Regions from separate parts of the Arabidopsis thaliana genome. Here region 1 is linked to region 2. Evidence: chromatin contacts called from public ChIA-PET data. All regions are on one chromosome and are shown on one strand. Each heading gives the region's core, a stretch centred on a gene start, on an enhancer-like site or on the middle of the called end of the contact. The rest is flanking DNA. Distances are from core to core; before and after follow the strand shown. Region 1 holds the start of NEF1 (no exine formation 1). Region 2 holds the start of AK-LYS1 (aspartate kinase 1).

Region 1 (2,839 bases), core at 147-2,646, 43 kb after region 2:
TGCTGGAATTCTATGGCGGTGGTCTTCCTTTGGTTTCATCATGGTATGGCAGCTCCGAATGTTTCATCGGTATCAATCTCAATCCTCTGTCTAAGCCTAGTGATGTGTCGTACACCATCATTCCAAGTATGGGGTACTTTGAGTTCATTGAGGTCGTGAAAGACCGTCAAGAAGCTGGCCATGTTCCCGCAGACCCTGTGGTGGTCGACCTCGTCGATGTTAAAATTGGCCATGATTATGAACTTCTTGTCACAACGTTTTCTGGTAAGTTTCTTGTACTCTACGTTTCAAAATAAATGTAGTTTTAGGGTTTTGTTTTAAAAAGTCTTTATATTGCTTGCTTGAGAAAACTATAAATGATAGAATTAAATATTTTCACTCTTTTGTTTTCTTAATGTATATGATATACTAAAAATCTATATGTTGGTTTTCTCACAAGATGCATGCGTGAATTACAGGTCTGTATAGGTACCGTTTAGGGGATGTTTTACGAGTGACTGGTTTCCACAACAATGCGCCACAATTTTACTTCGTGGGGAGACAGAATGTAGTTCTGAGCATCGACTTGAGCAAGACCTACGAAGAAGACCTTCTCAAGGCAGTGAAAAACGCGAGTCTCCTGCTTGAGCCACATGACCTGATGCTCATGGATTTCACTAGCCGTGTAGATCTATCCTCGTTGCCAGGACACTACGTGCTCTATTGGGAACTTGGTAACAAATTCAAGAACGCCAAGCTCGATCCCAAATCTAATGTCTTGGAGGAATGTTGCTTAACCGTTGAGGAGTCTCTCGACTCTATCTACAGAGAAGGACGAAAAAATGATAAGATCATTGGACCACTTGAGATTAAGGTAGTTAAACCTGGCGCTTTTGATGAGCTCATGAATTTCTTCTTGTCTCGAGGCTCTTCTGTGAGTCAGTACAAGACTCCAAGGTCAGTGACGCATGAAGAAGCCTTGAATATATTGGAGTCGAACGTTGTTTCCGAGTTTCTTAGCCGGAAAACTCCGTCGTGGGAGCTACATGAGCTACATTCCAGCCGTTAAAACCACCGTTACATAAGAATAACAAAGCCCGTAACAAATAAACACAAACTAATGACACTTTAACATACACAATGTATTTCCTGATTTATCATACAAGTTATCGAAATATCATAAGTGATAAGTCCATGGATTATCGAGTTTTTTTGTTGGTCCGACAATATTCTAGCTAGGCACGAAAAGTCGCGTTTAAAATAGTGACACTCAAATGACGAAACGACAGTACCACTCGTCACTCCTTCCATACGACAGCGTTTGGCTAGCTTGAGCTACTATTCAGTGGACACAGACCTACGAGAGCTAATAAGATTAGAGGGCCCCACAAGAAAGATCCAAGGGCTATCGCTCATCCGGACACGTCACTGTTTCCGCGAAATCAACACGCAGATCCTTTCTTCATCAGTAAACGGCGAGATTCGCCATCAATCTGAATTCCAAACAAAAATTCCGGCGACCATGATGCCACCGGAGCTACAGCCGCGGCTGTTCCGGCCCCATATAACCGCCTCCACCAGTGAACCTACTCAATCTTCCTCCTCTTACTCACCTCACATGAGCCCTGCATCAACCAGAAACTTCATCGATCGAGCTACTCCTACTTCGAGATCCAACAACTCTCGATTCTCTCCATCTTCCTTCGCCTACAATGGACGGATCGCAATTGCTCTTGTCCCTTGCGCCGCCTTCCTCCTCGACCTCGGCGGCACTCCGGTTGTCGCTACACTCACAATCGGCCTCCTCATATCTTACATCGTCGATTCTCTCAATGTCAAATTCGGAGGCTTCCTCGGTATATGGATGTCACTGCTCGCTGCTCAGATCTCTTTCTTCTTCTCATCTTCTCTCTTTTCCTCCTTCAATTCCGTTCCTCTCGGCTTGCTCGCGGCTTTTCTCTGCGCTCAGACTACTTTCCTCATCGGCTGCTGGACTTCGCTCCAATTCAAATGGCTTCAGCTGGAGAATCCTTCCATTGTTGTCGCTTTGGAGCGTCTCTTGTTCGCATGTGTCCCTTTCACTGCCTCTTCTTTTTTCGCATGGGCAACTATCTCTGCCGTTGGGATGAACAACTCTTCTTACTATTTCCTCTTGTTCGCCTGCGTCTTCTACTGGATTTTCGCTATTCCTAGAGTTTCTTCTTTCAAGACCAAGCAGGAAGTTAAGTACCATGGAGGAGAGATCCCTGATGATAGCTTTATCCTTGGACAGCTGGAGAGCTGTTTCCTTTCACTGAATTTGATGTTTATGCCGCTTCTCTTTCACGTGGCGTCACATTACTCTGTGATATTCTCATCTGCTGCTTCAGTTTGTGATTTGCTGCTCCTGTTCTTTATCCCTTTCCTGTTCCAGCTCTATGCTTCGACAAGAGGTGGTCTATGGTGGGTTACCAAGGATTCACATCAGCTGCAGAGCATTCGGATTGTGAATGGGGCTATTGCCATGGTCATTATTGTGATCTGTTTGGAGATTAGAGTTGTTTTCCGCTCTTTTGGAAAGTATATTCAAGTGCCGCCTCCATTGAACTACCTTCTGGTGACTACAACATTGCTTGGAGGTGCTGCTGGTGCTGGTGCTTCTGTTCTTGGAATGATCTCGAGTGCTCTGAGCTCAGCCTTTTTCACAGCTTTGTCTGTGATTGTGAGTTCTGCTGGAGCTATCGTTGTAGGATTTCCAGTTCTGGTAAGTATTTTTCTTCCCGTTGCACAGCTTCTATTACTATTGTCATTAATAACTAGTTACCTGCGCTTTCCTGTAGTCAAATTCTGTTGCAATAAGACGAGTAGGTATCCCTCAATA
Region 2 (2,963 bases), core at 40-2,539:
CATGCTTGGAATATGCTAGTATATGTGAATGAATTTAGAATCGATGCGTTTTTGCTTCTCAAAGACTTGAAGGTTTTAACAGCCTCCTCAAATTGACTCATTTGACAGTATCCGGAGATGATTGCGCTCCAGGAAACATCGTTTGGCTCACGGATTTCTTGAAATGCACGACAAGCAGACTCGAAGCTGGAACATTTGATGTAAAAATCAACAAGTGGAGTTCCAACCGAGACTTCAGATTCCAATCCAAGCTTAGCGACACAGGCATGAATTTGCTTGCCAAGATTAAGCTCTTCAAGAGAAGCACACGCTTTAAGAACAACTGAAAACACAAAACTGTCCCATTCAACACCTTCCGTTACCAAATCCACAAATAGTTTCAAAGCATCTCTTGCTCTTCCAGCTTGAGTATAACCTACCATCAATCCCGTACAAGCCACTGGTTTCTTCACTGCCATCTGATCGAACACTCGCTTAGCACCCACTAACCAACCACATTTCACGTACATGTTCACGATCCCGGTCTCTATAGATGTGTTGCTACATAACCCAGCACGTATAACATGAGCATGAATCTGTCTACCAAAGTCTAAAGCCCTGGGGTTTACCAAAGATTTCAAGAGTGTCGTATACATGGAAGAAGGAGGCTTGTCGCCTGACGCTAGCATTCCCGAGAACAAACCAACAGCTTTATCCAAAATTCCTTGTTCGGCGTAAGCAGATATCATCGTTGTACGAGAAACTGCATTTAACTCAGACATTTCATCGAACAGCTTATCTGCATCTTCCAAGCTCCGACACTCACAGTACATTTGAAGCACACAGTTCTGAAGAAGCACAGAAGGATTCTCGATACCCATCCGCATGCGATCGTGCAAGAGTCTCCCATGAGATAAAGACCTCAATTCTCTGCAAGCCTCAAAGAGACATTGGTAAGAATACGAGCTAACGGAGACACCAGCCTTATCCATTTCTTGCAAAAACTCAAATGCTTCGTTGAGCTTCCTATGCTTCGACAACGAAACCAAATGAAGATTCTCTACTTGTCCTTGCTTATGCGAGATTTTAACAGACGGAGAAGAAGTGCTCGACTTCAGAGAAACCCACGACGGAATTTGATCGAAATTCGCGTTCTTTATAACCGGAACTCGAGAAGAGCTAAACGAAGACTGTACAGTGAGAATCGTCATAGTTGATGGAGAAATTCTACAAAAGTTTAGAGCTTTTCCCTTTCGAGAACAAACGACAGAGAAGCAAAAAACTCAGACTTTACTGGCTTCAGTTATTGCAACAAGCCAACAACCAAAACGGGTCAAAATCAAAATCAATGGTTGGTAATAAACGACAGCGTTTTAGTACAGAGACCCGAAGAGTGGAAGGTTCAAAGTTTCCTTCTTTGGTGTCTCTCATCAAATGAGAGTGAGCCGTACGATTTCTCTCCTCTTCTTGTTTTAAAAACCTATCAATAATATTCTTCTTCTTCCTCCTCTCAAATGGCGGCTACTAGGGTTCGTTGTTGTCATAGCAATGCAGCTTTCACCAGATTGCCACTTACCCGCCACCGAAACTCGCCGACGCTACCGATTTCTCTAAATCGTGTCGATTTCCCTACGCTGAAGAAATTATCATTACCCATTGGAGATGGCTCCTCCATTAGAAAGGTTTCAGGTTCAGGCAGCAGAAACATTGTGCGAGCTGTGTTGGAAGAGAAGAAGACAGAGGCGATAACGGAGGTAGATGAGAAGGGTATCACGTGCGTGATGAAGTTTGGTGGATCTTCGGTGGCGTCAGCTGAGAGAATGAAGGAAGTTGCTGATTTGATTTTGACTTTTCCGGAAGAAAGTCCCGTCATTGTTCTCTCTGCTATGGGGAAAACTACCAACAATCTCTTGCTTGTAATGCTGAGATTCTCTCCCTTTTCTCTGTTTTCTATTCAAAGTTTTGAATTTTTTTGATTGGAATTATTGGTTTTGTTGCTAGTGAAGGCGGGAGAGAAGGCGGTTAGTTGTGGTGTTTCTAATGCATCTGAGATTGAGGAGTTGAGCATTATAAAGGAATTGCATATCAGGTTTTGGTTTCTTGTAACTATGATTAATTTGGTACCTTTGAGTATCTTTTCCTTTGTTGCTGTTGGTTTTGATCAAGAATGTGTTTTTTTGTTGTTTCAGGACGGTGAAAGAGCTCAACATTGATCCCTCTGTTATTTTGAGTGAGCATATTTTAACTTGTAGACTTTCCAACATTTGGAGCTTCATTTCTTTCTAATTCTGATAAGGCTCATAAATTTTTGATTTGTGATGAGTTTGGTAATAATTCAAGAGTGTACATGCATTGCCTATTTATATCTTGGATACATTTTGCAGCCTATTTGGAGGAACTGGAGCAACTCCTGAAAGGCATTGCCATGATGAAGGAATTGACACTTCGAACCAGAGATTACTTAGTCTCTTTTGGAGAGTGTTTGTCTACAAGGATTTTTGCTGCTTATCTTAATACAATCGGTGTCAAGGCACGCCAAGTATGTCCATCATCATATTTTTAGTTCTACTGTAATTTTCTTAATTATATTATATATCACATTTGGTTGCTTATTTAGTCAAATTGATATCTTGGTAGATTAGGGTAGAAAAGTTCAATCTAGATTTAGAAAATATGATAAACAAATTCTATATACTCTGAATTGGTCATTTAACTTTTTTATTAGTTTGGTTTCGGTTATCAAGGAACACATATTGGTGTACTTTCTCTGTTACATGCTAAACTGGCCTTGGTGTGAGCTTTATTGCACAATGATCCGGCTCGCAAACATAGCTAAGTAGATTTATCGACCATTACTTTGCAGTATGATGCATTTGAAATTGGTTTCATTACAACGGATGATTTCACAAATGGGGATATCCTGGAGGCAACTTATCCAGCTGTTGCCAAGAGATTATATGATGATTGGATGCATGATCCTGCTG

The links. ChIA-PET counts read pairs in DNA pulled down with a chosen protein or histone mark.
Region 1: an H3K4me3 ChIA-PET map of shoot shows a contact between it and region 2, with 11 read pairs. The contact joins the promoter of NEF1 here to the promoter of AK-LYS1 in region 2. A contact is called at or near these places in 3 of 26 Hi-C or Micro-C datasets (callus, leaf and root), 1 of 2 datasets of contacts at active chromatin or transcription factors (shoot) and 1 of 3 other capture datasets (seedling).

The regions. Positions count from the first base shown.
Region 1 is chr5:4,291,308-4,294,146 of TAIR10.1, forward strand. It overlaps NEF1 (no exine formation 1), which reads left to right and starts at 1,397. Exons shown (of 4, transcript NM_121342.4): 1 at 1,397-2,722. The coding sequence starts at 1,502. It overlaps AT5G13380 (Auxin-responsive GH3 family protein), which reads left to right. Exons shown (of 6, transcript NM_121341.2): 5 at 1-264; 6 at 459-1,134. The coding sequence ends at 1,048.
Region 2 is chr5:4,248,023-4,250,985 of TAIR10.1, forward strand. AK-LYS1 (aspartate kinase 1) reads left to right here and starts at 1,290. Exons shown (of 13, transcript NM_121331.3): 1 at 1,290-1,895; 2 at 1,986-2,068; 3 at 2,169-2,209; 4 at 2,364-2,518; 5 at 2,843-2,963. The coding sequence starts at 1,494. It overlaps RARE1 (Pentatricopeptide repeat (PPR) superfamily protein), which reads right to left and starts at 1,285. Exons shown (of 1, transcript NM_121330.2): 1 at 1-1,285. The coding sequence starts at 1,190.